5 separate regions of the Mus musculus genome follow, and all the other regions are linked to region 1. The links are chromatin contacts, called in public HiCAR-type and promoter capture Hi-C maps. All regions are on one chromosome and are shown on one strand. Each heading gives the region's core, a stretch centred on a gene start, on an enhancer-like site or on the middle of the called end of the contact. The rest is flanking DNA. Distances are from core to core; before and after follow the strand shown. Region 1 holds the start of Mrps12 (mitochondrial ribosomal protein S12). Region 2 holds the start of Zfp260 (zinc finger protein 260). Region 3 holds the start of Ltbp4 (latent transforming growth factor beta binding protein 4). Region 4 holds the start of Hcst (hematopoietic cell signal transducer). Region 5 holds the start of Zfp60 (zinc finger protein 60).

Evidence for each region. Promoter capture Hi-C pulls out the DNA fragments that hold promoters and counts their contacts. HiCAR-type assays count read pairs that join an accessible place to other places.
Region 2: a HiCAR-type map of astrocytes shows a contact between it and region 1, with 2.0 times the contacts expected there. The contact joins the promoter of Zfp260 here to the promoter of Mrps12 in region 1. A contact is called at or near these places in 4 of 39 promoter capture datasets (cranial neural crest, hippocampal neurons, liver and 1 more) and 1 of 115 datasets of contacts at active chromatin or transcription factors (astrocytes).
Region 3: a contact with region 1 is called in a promoter capture Hi-C map of pre-B cells. The contact joins the promoter of Ltbp4 here to the promoter of Mrps12 in region 1. A contact is called at or near these places in 2 of 39 promoter capture datasets (liver and pre-B cells).
Region 4: a contact with region 1 is called in a promoter capture Hi-C map of pre-B cells. The contact joins the promoter of Hcst here to the promoter of Mrps12 in region 1. A contact is called at or near these places in 2 of 39 promoter capture datasets (liver and pre-B cells).
Region 5: a promoter capture Hi-C map of pre-B cells shows a contact between it and region 1. The contact joins the promoter of Zfp60 here to the promoter of Mrps12 in region 1. A contact is called at or near these places in 2 of 39 promoter capture datasets (liver and pre-B cells) and 1 of 115 datasets of contacts at active chromatin or transcription factors (microglia).

Annotation. Positions count from the first base shown.
Region 1 is chr7:28,740,437-28,743,136 of GRCm38.p6, reverse strand. Mrps12 (mitochondrial ribosomal protein S12) reads left to right here and starts at 1,316. Exons shown (of 3, transcript NM_011885.5): 1 at 1,316-1,372; 2 at 1,583-1,650. The coding sequence starts at 1,602. Sars2 (seryl-aminoacyl-tRNA synthetase 2) reads right to left here and starts at 1,169. Exons shown (of 16, transcript NM_023637.3): 1 at 855-1,169. The coding sequence starts at 1,121.
Region 2 is chr7:30,093,809-30,096,508 of GRCm38.p6, reverse strand. It overlaps Zfp260 (zinc finger protein 260), which reads right to left and starts at 1,433. Exons shown (of 3, transcript NM_011981.4): 1 at 1,298-1,433.
Region 3 is chr7:27,332,275-27,334,974 of GRCm38.p6, reverse strand. Ltbp4 (latent transforming growth factor beta binding protein 4) reads left to right here and starts at 1,327. Exons shown (of 30, transcript NM_001113549.1): 1 at 1,327-1,620. The coding sequence starts at 1,371. The region is part of intron 1 of Gm30543 (a long non-coding RNA gene); the gene reads right to left.
Region 4 is chr7:30,418,528-30,421,227 of GRCm38.p6, reverse strand. Hcst (hematopoietic cell signal transducer) reads left to right here and starts at 1,374. Exons shown (of 4, transcript NM_011827.3): 1 at 1,374-1,524; 2 at 2,586-2,609. The coding sequence starts at 1,482.
Region 5 is chr7:27,730,042-27,732,741 of GRCm38.p6, reverse strand. Zfp60 (zinc finger protein 60) reads right to left here and starts at 1,333. Exons shown (of 5, transcript NM_029531.2): 1 at 1,272-1,333.

The DNA.
Region 1 (2,700 bases), core at 67-2,566:
ATCCTGACATTTGAACATGGTCAAATGATCAGTGGCTGGTGATGTTTGGGGAGGCTTAGGAGGCGTGGCCTTGCTGGAGGAAATATGTTCCTGGAGGTGGGCTTTGAGAGCTTAAAGCCTCGTCCTGCATCTAGTTTGAGGTCTGTGCTTCATGATTGTGGTTAAAGATGTGTGCTGTCAGCTTACTGCTCTGTGACCTGCTGCTATTCTGCCATTCCCTACCAAGCCCAAAATAAATCCTTCTGTAAGTTGCTTTGTTCATGGTGTTTTATCAAGGCAACAGAGTTGGGAAGATTCATCTATTACATTCGGAATTCACTACCGGCATGGAGACCCCCAATTTTAGTTCCCTATAAGGTAGAATTATGGCGCATAGTCTTAACCTCTGGATCATAAATACATGAACAGATATACCTTAAATATCTGTTTAGCAGGTATTTATCCATTCAACTCCATCAGGATGTTTATAGCAGGATGCAAAGCTCTGTCTCCAAAATTCCCTCTGATTCACACCTCCCTCCTCATTTTTCTTTGTGGCCTAAGGGTGAGCCCGGCACGAAGTTTGAGTACAGAAGACAATGGTATTTAGGTTCTGGGAGTACAGTAGATACCAACTGTCGAATTATGAAATGCATGCAAAAGGGCATGTAGGTCACAGAAGGCATCCACGACGTTCAATAGGGCCTCAGTTCTCCCTAGATCATTGGCACCTAAGTGGGTGTCATGCACAAGACATTGCCTAACTTGGGAAGGAACCCAAATTCCTGTTGAGTAGTTTTTCCCACAACTGGAATGCATCTGGTAAACCCAGTTCTGTAAAGCATCCTGCTCCCTCAGGGCGCAAGCGCACTCACAATCGCAGGCAGGTCGGCCGGCCGCAGCTCCCCCTTGCGGAGCTCCAGGGAGCGCGCGGCTTTTTCTGGGCATGCGCACACCGACTCCATGTCCAAGTAGGGAAGCTCGCTGTAGCCCTCTCGTGCGTGTTCGTACAGGAGGTTCCGGACTCGTTTCTCCGTAGCGAAACTCCTCCTTGGGTTCTGGCTGCACACGCAGCGTCCTCGGGACCGGAGCCCCTGGCGAGCCAGGAAAGGCCACCAAAGCCGCGCCATGGACGCAGCCATCTTGGAGTGGAAACAAGAAGTCACTCATCATGGACGAGCCAATCAGACGCGCAAGGAGATTTCCCGCCCAGGCTTCAGAATCCCTTCCAATGAGGAAAATGGAACTCAGCTAGAATCTGTTATTGTCCAATCGTCATCCTTGTCCCGTCCCTTCAGTGACGCAGGAAAGATCTAGCCAATCACTAAGGAGGAACCCCGGAAGGGGCTGGAGGTAGGGGTTGGCGTGTGTGCGACCCCGCTAGGTTGGTGAGGTGGGTGCAGTTATCTGTGATCCAGATCTCTCCTCTCTCCTCAGTTTCCCCTTCCAGTATCCGGGCAAGGGCGGTTGGGTCCTTGGGGGCCTACTCAGAAGGAGACTGAATTTGCGAGGGGACTTTCTGTTTTAGAGGAGATTCTAGAAGGCTCTGAGAGTGGGTTTCTGGTCCCAACCTCCTTTCTGAATGTCTTCTCTCCTAATACAGGGACGCTGCAGGCGGCGAGATGTCCTGGCCCGGCCTTCTTTATGGCCTCACCACGTCCCTCAGTCGTGGTAAGTGAGCATGGGCCACAGGGACGAGGACAGCTCCCTGGCATTTGCGTGTTTTTGCCAGATTTCGGATGGTATCATCTTTAAGCACGGTGCCTTTTCTATTTTGGAGACAGGGTTTCACTGTAGTCCAGGTCAACTTCCAAATCACTTTGTAGACAGGATGGCCTTGACCTCCTGACTACCGCTTCAATCTCCCAAGTTCTGGAGTTACAGGCGTTTTCTACCACGCTCCCGGCTCAGGGGGCAGGAGGTGGGAAGGTCCTGTGTTCTTAGAGTTTAAGTCAGTCTTAGTCATGGCTCCCCTGCATCGATAGCGGTGAATCCCTGAGATTGCATTGCCTGGTGATATTCTGTCTTAGTTTGTGTAAGTGCACTCTCGATGTCCGTGTAACAATCATACCAACAAATGCTCCTTTCTTGGCATGTCTCCCTGCTTAGGTGTCTCTCAGTAGTGTTTATTCCTTCAGTGTTTATTGATCACCCCCTACAGGTGAGAAGGCCAAGCTAAGAAGTTTAGTGGTGGCGCACACCTTTAATCCCAGCACTCGGGAGGCAGGCAGATTTCTGAGTTCGAGGCCAGGCTGGTCTACAAAGTGAGTTCCAGGACAGCCAGGGCTACACAGAGAAACCCTGTCTCAAAAAACCAAAAAAAAAAAAAAAAAAAGAAGAAGAAGAAGTTTAGTTATTCATTCACGTGCTATTTTTCTAATTCTAAGACGGGCCACCCATTGGAGGACAACTTTTATGTTCCTAGACATTGCCCAGACATCAGGTTTGTACACAGTGTTCTGAGGGAGGCAGGCATTGGGTATTCCATTCACATGGTATTTCGAGACAGGGTTTCTCTGTGTAGCCCTGGCTGTCCTGGAACTCACTCTGTAGACCAGGCTGGCCTCGAACTTAGAAATCCGCCTGCCTCTGCCTCCGGAGTGCTGGGATTAAAGAGCAGTCAGTGCTCTTACCCTCTGAGCCATCTCGCCAGCCCGCAACCAGTGCTCTTAACCACTGAGGTATCTTTCCAGCCCCTGTATGAATGTGTGTATGTAAGTG
Region 2 (2,700 bases), core at 184-2,683, 1.4 Mb before region 1:
CTCAGGAGGCAGACGCAGTTGGAACATCCTAGTTTGGAGCAGCTTAATCTATAGAGCGAATTCCAAAACAGTTAGGGCCACACTGAGACTACCCTGACTCAGAAGGAAGGAAGGAAGGAAGGAAGGAAGGAAGGAAGGAAGGAAGGAAGGAAGGAAGGAGGGAGAAATGAAAGCAAAACGATGATGAGCCAGCTATAACAGCGCATGCCTTTAGTCCCAGCACTTGGGAAGCCTATCTCGAGAGTTCCAGGACAAGCAGGACTATGAACGCAGACCATTTTTTGTTGTTTGTCATGTTTTAAAGACTGACCAAAAACTACTCAGAAGAAAATCTGTATGTTAACAAAAGCTACTTGGTATGGATAAATCTGGACAAATTAGGAGTCTTAATTTGGAGCTGAAGGGATTGCTCAGTGGATAAGAACACTGGCTGTTCTTCCAAAGGACTCTAGTTCAACTCCCTGTACCCACATGCCAGCTCACAACTGTCTATAATTCCAGTTCCAGGGGATCCAATGTCTTCTTTTGGCCTCTGCAGGTTCCACGTACACATATATTCAGGCAACACACACACACACACACACACACACACACGAGCCCTGTCCTTTGACAAATCAGAGTGCTAAATTAAATAGCTTTCTTGACCTCTCTGTGCTAAAGGGGGGACAATTAATTACCTTACTGATTCAATCCCATCTGCAGCAGTGAAAAGTACATTCTAAGGGCTAGTCCGTAAATTTGGGACTACTCAAAACTAGCTCATCTGGTTTTTCCAAGTAGCAAGTTAATGCCTACAGATGTGTAGGCATCCAATAACGAGTTATTGGAAATCTTTGTTACAAAGAATATTTTTCAAAGGAACGTTGGTTTCATTTTTTTACTGTAGACTTGTTTTGATTTTTAAAAACCAGGTTTAAAACTACTCACTCAATTATCTTTTTCCCTTTCCTGTTTTCCAGAAGAAAAAAAAACACCTCGTTTTTATTTTTAAAATAAATGCGACATGTATTAGAAAACCACCCCTGTATTTTTACAAACTTGAAACCAGTTTCTCGCTCACTCGAAACAAACCAAAACACACCCTTACACGTATGCTCACCCCGCCCGCAAACCCACCCCGGTTTCTGATCTCCCCAGCCCCCATCCACCCAAGTTCTCAGCTCCACCATCACAGTAGGCGTTTTCGCCCCTTCAGGCATCCTCGCCCGGGCAGGTGGGTAAACCCTCCCCCACAGCTCCTTTGCCTTTACTCAGTCTGGGAAAATCCCGGTCCTACAGACCCCGAAATCAAACTCACCCAGACAAAGGCGACGATGGCGAGCCACGAAGCCTGCGCCTGCGCACTCCTTCAGTGAGCTAGCACTCCCAGAGGTCTCTGCCCACCAGGGCTCTGAACTAGAGGATCTTTTTCCATTCTAGTCTCTCTCTTTCGCTCTCTTTTTAACTGTGAACTACATTTCCCAGAAGTCTCAGGGGTTCTAGTTAATTTCCCCTCCACTCTCCCGAGAACTTTTCCCAGTGGATAAGTAGTAAAAGGTTGGAACTCAGATACTACCACTTTTACACTGTGTTACCGCAAAGGACAATGGTGTGCCAAGGTGTGTAATGAGTGCAGCTTAAACTCACAGAATAGGCTTTTCCTTGCCTCCAGGGCGAGATTCCCAGTAAGGCGCAATCCTCTGGGTTTTACGGGAGAGGACGCCATCTTGGCCACCGTGGCGCACTGCTGAACTACATTTCCCAGAAGGCATCTCAGGCTGATAGTTGGCAGCTCTGCAGAGAGTTGTATCAGACTCTGGTGTTAAGGAAGCGATTGCTACAGTATCACAAACTGAAGCCAGGCTGGAATTGAGACTGATAATTGGGTTCAGACTAAACAATCAGGAAAATGAACTATTGTGAAATTGTAATTTTTGTAGCCGTATGTCCTAGGGTTGTGACAGTGTGTAACAATGTGGAAAGCAGTATGCAGGTGAGTTGTGGGGTCCTGTGGGAGGTTTGTTAATGCGTTACCTGAGTGTTAGGTCCCAAAACTGGGGCAAATGGCTGAGATGCCTGTTAACATATCAAAGCAGCTGATGGCCTGGTGAAGGTGTTACAGCTCTAAAGGGAAAGCTATCCTACAGTTGGGAGCCAAGGAATACCACAAAGTCACACCCTACAGCAAACCTCGGGAGAGATGTATTAGGAAAGCCTCAAGAAGTTGGGTGCCTTTGCTTGGGAGAGAATCAACAAAGAACAGAACAGGAGGCAGGCATTATATAGGGTTTGGGGGGAAAGGAGGCGGGGCTTCCAGGGCGGCCTGGGATTCTTCCCCCCGCCCCCGCCCTTTTTTCCTCTATAGAGTGGATCTTGTCTGTATCTCAAGGGGCTGGAAACAGCCTTCTCAGTGGTAGAACAGTCTAGAAGGCTGGCCCTGAATACTCTTGCACATCAAGGGACTGGGCCAGGCCATTAGATTAGTATAGAGGTGGGGCCTGGCTACCTGTGCTTGTCCTGGGCTACCCTGCCTCCTACCCTGAAATCTCCCACCAGAGTTGGGCTGTCCCTTCCCCAGCTTCTCTTCCCTATATAATCTAGCCCGTTTGACCTCTTGTCCACCATGCTTGGTTTTCTGCTCTCCTGACCTCTAGGCTTCTGCCTCTCTCCTTATCAAACAGCCCAGTGTGAAACCAAAAAGGTGCCACCGTGAACTGTGAG
Region 3 (2,700 bases), core at 78-2,577, 1.4 Mb after region 1:
ACAGCCTCTTCCACCCTCTTCCACCTAGTTTGCAGGAGGCCCGAGCTCTGCTGAGGCAAAGGCGGCCCCGAGGGCCGTGGGCCCGGGCATTGCTGAAAAGAAGGCCCCCACATCGCGCCCCTGCCGGCCAGGCCCGGGGTAAGAACATCCGCCCTTCCTCCGTGTAGGGGGTGGAGGGGGGTGGTTCCGGGCCAGATAAAGCCGTCTGGTTCCCACGGTGCTGCCGCCGCCTACCAGTCCCCTATTGTAGCTTGGTCCACCCCACTCCCCAGGATGCGGCCACCTCTAGGGACCCCTGCGTCCGGCAGTATGAGGTGAGCCAGGGACAGAACTAGACGCAGGCCAAAGGCGCTGACCCATCAGGGTGGGGCCGGGAAGCCAGGCGTCCGGGCTCCCGTGGCTGAAGAGGGGGGCAACTCGCCCAGCAGAGAGCGAGGCTGAACCAGTCCAGACAACAAAAGCGATTGTGCGGGTTGGCGCCTGCCCCGGCACAAAATGCCCAAGATTGCGGGACGGCTGGGGGCCAAAGACCTTTCCCTCTTACATGCCAGACCGTCCCTTGACCCTACTTTTACTACAGCCCGGTACCCCAGATTAGAGCACTCTATAGACTCAACTACCCTCAGAAGCCCTCTCCTGCTGTGTGGCCTTCAGCCCAGATGCATCCCCCTCCTTCCTAAGGTTTTCCAGATGTGTGCCCCAGGCCAGATGTGAGGACCCCCGCCCACAGCTTTATTCATTCTGACCTCTCCCACCAGGTGTAGAGAGTCTTGGTGTGCTGTGGCGTCTTCAGGTGTAAGCGCCTTAGTCTCCTCTCCAGAATTCAGCTCCTCTAATTCCTTTATGTGTCCTGTACACCGACCCTTCTCGTCACCCACAGATGTACCATCTTGCTGCCCAAATGTGCCATCCTTGTCCTCTATCTAGATGAAGCCTCTTCCCCCCCACCCCCTACCCCCGTGCCTGGTCAGAGGATCAGTCTTCAGCTGGCTCCCCAAATGCGGCCCCCATTACTCTAATGGATTTCCTCTCAATGGATTCAACTCTCTCTGGGAGCAAACCCGCCCGCCCCCACCTGTTCCCTTCCCTGCTACTCCCCATAGGCCCCATCCACTTGTTGGAGCACGGGTGGGAGCAGAGGGGGCGCCCTCCCCTCCCCCCTGCGAGTCTAGCGCCCAGCCTTCGCGCCTCTGGCTAAGCGCCCAGCCCCACGCGCCCCCGCGCGGCCGCCCGGGAGGGAGCGATGGGGAGGGGGGGCTGAGCGGGGGCGCGGCCGCCCTCCCCCGCGGGCGGGCGGGCGAGCGGGCGGGCGCGGCCGGGCCCCTCGGGCGGGCTGGGGCGGCGGCGCGGTGGAGCGCGGCGCTGCAGCCATGGCGGGCGGCGCGCAGCTGCTCTGGGTGTCGCTATTGGTGCTGCTGGCGCAGCTGGGGCCGCAGCCCGTACTGGGCCGACCCCGAGAGCGTCTTCGCGTGCGCTTCACCCCCGCTGTGTGCGGCCTGCGTTGCATCCACGGGCCCACTGGCTCCCGCTGTACCCCGACCTGCGCGCCCCGCAACGCCACCAGCGTGGACAGCGGCGCGCCCGGCGGGGCGGCCCCGGGGGGACCCGGCTTCCGCGCCTGTGAGTGCGGGATGGTGCTCCCAAGGGAGGAGTGCCCGGAGGGAGGACCCTGGAGACAATGCCTTAGGGAGCAGGAGCCCAGATTCCATGTACAGAAATGCTGGGGACTCCGTGGGGTCTTTGAGGAAGGGGGCTCTGAATTCCTTATTTGGGGAGTGGATCTCCAGGGCGCTGATTTCAGGAGCATTGAGTGTTTTTGGAACTGTGGTGTCCCACGTGAACGGACTGAGACTAGCTTTCATCCCTTTCAGTCAAGGCGAGGATCTTAGGATCTGGGAACTTTTGAGATGGGGCCCAAATTCGCAGACTGTGCGTAGTGGGTCAGCAAGGAGTGTTTCAGAGTCGCATGGGGTGGTGGGGCATATCTCAAGTTTCTAGGTCTGTCTTTGAGTGGGGGAAGACTAGGAAAGTCTGGCATGGGACTGCTTGTGATGAAGAGCTAAGCGGGAGGGGACCCAGGAAAGACGGGGTGCCTTTCGGCAAGACCTGAGTTACAGCGGTTCCACGTGCGACAGATATCCAGATAGGAGGCCTGAGGAAAGGGCGCCCCCTGGGGGAGGAAGGGACCGGCTTGCGCTTCAGCTTCCTCTAGACAAGGGGAGCATTCTGGGGTTCAGGTGAGGTCAGGAGGGTGCGCCACCTGCTAGCCCAGAGTGTGGGGATGGACTTGGGGGTCGGGTTTTCATTGCTTCTCACCCCTTACGCCCTCCGGAATGGGGAGTGGGGCCCCTGGCGCCGAGAACTCGCCCAGGCTGGCCCCCAGCCAGCCCAACCCGGCCGGCGTGAGCTCATCTCCCGCCCGAGCCCCCGCCCGCTACCACTCCCTCTCTCCGCCCCTTCCTCCCTCCTTCCTTCACTCTCTCCCGGCCCAGCCCCAACTCGCCCGTGCCAGGCGCCGTGCCCAGACGGGTGCCAAACCCCTGGAGGCACAAGGAGGAACATGTGAAGGCGGGCTGACCTCGGCAAGACCCCTATGTCCTTAGCTTCCTGTTCTTCCAATGTTGTGGGACATGAAGTTAGTTTTGCCCATTTAGCAGCAAGCCCTCTGATATGGGCACCCTGAGCTGGGAGTCTGTATTC
Region 4 (2,700 bases), core at 125-2,624, 1.7 Mb before region 1:
CCCAGGTTGGCCTAGCACTCTAGGTAACTGAGGATAACCTTGAACCCCTCCTGATTCTCTTGCTTCCATTTCCCAAATGTTGGGTTATAGATATTGGAGCCATATCAACTACCAATATTGGCTCTTTTGTTTGTTTTTCAGCCCCAACTCCACCCTACCCCCAGAGACAGAGTCAAACTATGTAGCTCTAGCTGTCCTGAAACTCACCATGTAGACCAGGCTGGCCTTAGAATCCACAGAAATATGCCAGCTTCTGTCTCCAAAGTGCTGGGATTAAGGGCGTGTGCCACTCTGTCTGGTTCCAATATTTGCCTTTTAAAAAAAAGTGTGTGAACTCCCCTGGAGGTGGAAGACCACGTGCTCTGAAGCCTACTGTAGATACCGGCCTTTTTGTGACAGTTATGGGGCCCTAATACAAGTCAAGTACCTTTATCCCAAACCTTCTCCCTACCAACACTTTGTTTTTGAGACAGGGGCTTCCTACATCCAAGTAGCTGGCCTGGCCATGCACCTGCTAAAACAGCCAGGCTAGCCTTGAACTCACAGCCATTTATTTTTTTCCTCACTTGTCTCCCTAGTGCTGGACATACAGGCTTGGGCAATCATGCCTGGCTTACTTATTCACCATTTAAAGAACTCTGCTAACATAAAGGAGACACTTTGCTGGGCACTGGAGATAGAGAGGTGTGAGCCAAACAGGAATTCCCAGTCCACCAGGCAACCAACAATTCTCAGTTCCCACTTGGTGACCTTCCTTGGCATTGAACTGTGATGACCAAATCTCTCCTTCTCTCTTACAACACTGCCGGGGGTTGGGTCTCCCCTCCCTTGCTTCTGCCCTGCCCTCAGCTTCCCTTGCACTCTCTGGCAGTGTGCATGTGTGTGTATCTCTTTAACAATCTCACCCAGTCTATGGCTTTACACGTGTCCTCCAACCATCAACCCTCTCAGATTTACGTGTCAGGACCAGTCTTGTCCCTAGACTCTGAACCCTACCTGTGGGCATTCACATTTCCAGAAAGATCTGTTAGGTATTTTCAACTCAGTGTGCCCAAACACAGGCAGCCCTTCTCTCCCTCCTTAACCAGTGCTTCCTCACTATCTTTCAACCCACTCTCCACTCTTCTAATCTCGCTCAGGCTGGGAACGACAGTCACCATGATCCCCTTTCTCAAACACACCCCCCCTCCTCCCCAAGTGTTGTTGGCTCTACCTCCAGCTTATTTCCATAATCTCCCTGGTGCCCACACCATGGTCCTCTTGCCACTCCACCGAGATGATCACGGAAGCTTCTCTGGGCTCTGACTCCCCCATATTTGTTCTCCAAAGGAAGTCTTGACACACATGCACCCACACAGGAAGTAGGTAGCATTGTCACCATCGGGGTGACATCCGTCCTAGCTGCCTCTCTTCTCCTCTACTGTTCTGAGGACTTCCCTGGACCACAGTTTTGGCCAGATCCCTTCAGGTCCCAGCCCAGCATGGACCCCCCAGGCTACCTCCTGTTCCTGCTTCTGCTCCCAGGTGAAGCCAGTGCTGGGGTTGAGGGGACAGAAAGGCTGCCATCTGCTGTCAGAGGCACAGAGAGGAAGTCGGTCTCCCTGTGCCCCTGAGTCCTTGGGGGTTGGGCATGGGATTCTGAAGCCCTGCTGAGTCACTTCTATTTCCCTTTTCTGGTGGCTGTGGAGGGGGTGGGGGGGGGGAGCTCTCCTTCCAGTTTACCTCTCCACTGTGGAGTTTAGTTAGGTCTTAAGAACAGTGAGAATTTTTGGTTTCTCTAAAAATGTAGTTACGCTATGTGAACACTTTTGTTTTAATCCCAGGTCTGGGATATGGGGCTGCTTAAGATTGCCCGTGGCAGGTGACTATGATTTGTCTCATGCTCTGGCAGGGGTGTGATCCTGCCAGCTGAAGATAGTTTACTTTTGGAATTCTGGGGACTCTTGAGCGGTATAAAGAGGCCAGAGCCCTAGAGGCCGCAACAGTGGCTAGTGCTCCGATTGTTGCCCCTTTTGCTGGATTGCTGGTTAGAGACATCCTAAGAGCTTGTCCCTAGAACTTGACACCCCTAACCAGCAGGAAGTTGTCTAAAGTGGTCTACAACCCCTTCCCCCTCTAATCTTCTTTCTTGCTTACCTGGTGTTAGGGGGGTTGGAAGGGACTGGGATGGAGAAGGGTGCTAGACCCCAGTAAAGTAGCCAAAAAGCATTTAACCACCAGCCATCCAGCAAACAGCCAATGCAGCAACAGCAGGGGGAGGAGCCACAGCCTCCAGGGCTCTGGCATTTTCCCAGCCTCTCAAGAGTCCCCAGAATTCCAGAAGTTAATTAGCTTCAGCTGGCAGAATCACGCCCCTGCCAGAGCACGAGACAAATCATAGCTACCGTGGACAATCTTAAGCATCCCCATATCCCAGACCTGAGATTAAAACAAAGCATGTTCACACAACTGTTTTTCGCTTTTTTTTTTTTTAAGAAGCCAAAATTCACACTACACTCAAGCATCCCACCTGCCCTAAGCCTGGGTGTTGGGGTTTGCTCCCCTGTACTTCCAACCTCCATCCACCTTCTTGGGTTTTTCCACAGTGGCTGCAAGTCAGACATCGGCAGGTGAGGAATGAAAGAAGCCTTAGCCCTTGTAACTTCAGCAGCGCCTGCAACCCTTAAGTCTGTCCCACAGCACGCCCCTGGCTTGTGACGA
Region 5 (2,700 bases), core at 84-2,583, 1.0 Mb after region 1:
AATAGGTTCTCACTGTGTAGGCCAGCTGGCCTGAAACGTGTTATGGGGATCAAGCTGCTACAGAATTCACATTGCCCTTCCTGCTTCTTTCTGCCTCGTTGTACCCCACAAAGCCTAGCTTTTCTGTTTGAGTGGCTTTCTTAAACATCCACCAGCAATCGCATTGTTTCTCACACTCCCTTGTCCTGCAGAACACTGAGTGGAATGAACCCAAGATGGCCTCACAGAGCAACAACTAAAGCACACCAGGCCCTTAGGATATGGCGGCACTGCACTAACAGGCTTCACCACAGGCATCCTAAGGTTCCTGACAGGCCTGGAGAGCCTGAGGGGACAGAACCAAGACTCCAACCCAGATGGAGGGGAGGGGAGGGGAGGGGGAGAGAGCCTACCACTTTCCCAATCTCAAAATCTACTAGAAAACAAAAACCTCCACTCTTCCGCTGCTTTGAAATGAAGACCTGTAAGAAGATCTAAGGCCATCTGACGTGTGACACCATCCAAATAGAAATCGATTTAGCACATCGGAGTTTGAAAGCCCTTTTGTTAACCTCTGTCGGTTCCTATCTATAACATGGTCGGTGAGGTGGGGGGAGTGATTGTAGACAGAAGATGTCAAGGGTCATTGAAACGATAATGTGAATACTAACTGGAAAGGGGAGGGACAATGTAAGGGACACAATGATGGCGGTATCAATTTACACGTTCCTTCTTCATTTACTGACAATTCCATATTCTAAACATAAAACCCTCATTTCTCGCACAGAGAGAAAGCGCAAACTCGCCCTTGAGCCTTCGGTGGGTAGCAACAACGATCTCACGCTCCTCCAGCCCTCCTTTTGAATAATGGCCTGCGCAGGGAGCCTGAGTAAGCCTAGATTACATCTGAGTAAGCCTAGATTACATTTGAGAGCATCCCCAGTGAGCATTTCCCCTCTCTTCCCTCGACACTCACACGGCTAGAGCTCTGAGAAAAGGCCAGTAGGCCACCCTCGGAGGCACTTTCGGCCTCAAATGCTCGTCACAAAGCTCAATCTGAACCACAGGGAAAGCTTCCCTTCAGACTCCGCCCCTCACCTCTCCTCAGTGAAGCTTGGTCCTCTGCTGGTGGCCGCGAGAGAAAGCGACAAGCACGGTGATAATGCAAATAGCTCAAGGTGCGTACGCAGAGACGCGCGCGCGCACACACAGCACCGTCCCTAAACACTCACACACGCATCAACATCCATCCACCCCACCGTCCACACCCACACCCGGACTCCCGGCCTTACTCTGCAGAGACCGAAGACACAAAGCAATTCCCTACTCAGACCAGAAAGACCCGACCGTCCGCTATAGCGCCGCCAGGGCACCGGAAGTTGCTTTACTTCCGCCGCGGTAGCCCCTGGGAAATGTAGTGCCGAGTGCTCAACTCGATGAAGCCTAGCGGTCTGTAGTTCAGAGAGATCACTGCACACAACTTAGGCCAGGCCATCTGAGAGCTATGCCAGTGGTTTGTGGGAGACGTCGTGTTCTGTCTCCCAGACCCCCCACCCCACCCCCGGACAGAATAGGAAGCGTGATCAAATCCGGATATAACTGGCGTGGTTACACTTTGCACCAAGAGGGATTCCACCTGCTGTGCTCTAGTAGGGACTATGGTAGATTGGAAGACACTGAACTAAAGAATTGGTTGGTTTTAAACGTGGTAGTTTATATCAGCGATTTCAGACAGCCAGATGTTCAGAGAGTCAGTGTCCCTGTTATCTAGATAGGAAAACGTGAGTGAGGACTAGTTGGATAAATATCAACAGAACTGCGCCCATTTTGAAAGGTGAATGACTAGCATGTGGAAGTATCTAAACAACCACCGACGTATGTAAACAACCACCGACGTATGCCTTGTTTATGTAGGGAAAACGTACTTAGTGTAACATGACATTGAAAGATCCTGACAGAATGTAAAAGGTCACACAAGCCCTGAAATTGGCAAGATAGATGTCACTGTTAGCAGAACTAGCTTCACTGATTTAGAAAAATAGAGGTGCACAATGCTCTGGCCACTCCTTGAACCCGTGTGTCTGCCAATGTTTTGACCGTTCCTTGAACCCATGTGTGTGCCCACTGATGAAGCCCATTGCCAGGTGTTTGTGATATTGGTTGCTGAAAAAGAGTCAGAAAATCTCCCCAGCAACAACAGCCCGGCCAATCTAGAGTTCCTACACCTGCACCAGACTCTTCCCTTGGACCCCTCCCATACCCATTTCTTGAGAATAAACATTGTTTAGATCTGGAAATCCCCTACTTCCCCCTTCTCCTTCCCCCCCTGAGGGCCTATAAAAACTGGGACCTCTTTCCCCTTGGGGTCGACTCCTCTACCCCTGCGTGGGATATGAGTCGTCCCCAGAGCTCTGGCTTTCCCCGAATAAAGCCTCATGTGGTTTGCATCAAGCTTGGTCTCTTGTGAGTTCTTGGGTGTCCGCTATTGTCCTGAGGCCTGAGCAAGGGGCTCCTCTCGGAGTCTTTCAACATGAGCTTTCAAAACCACATTTATTTATTATTTATATTTACACATATTTTTCCAGAACATGAGAGAAAACTAGTGTCAAGGTTAATGATAATCCTATTAGGACCACTAAACATATTAGACGCTTTGTAAATGATCTAAACGCCTACAGTATAGACAGATTAGATTTGAAATAAGTCAGTCTCAACCAGATG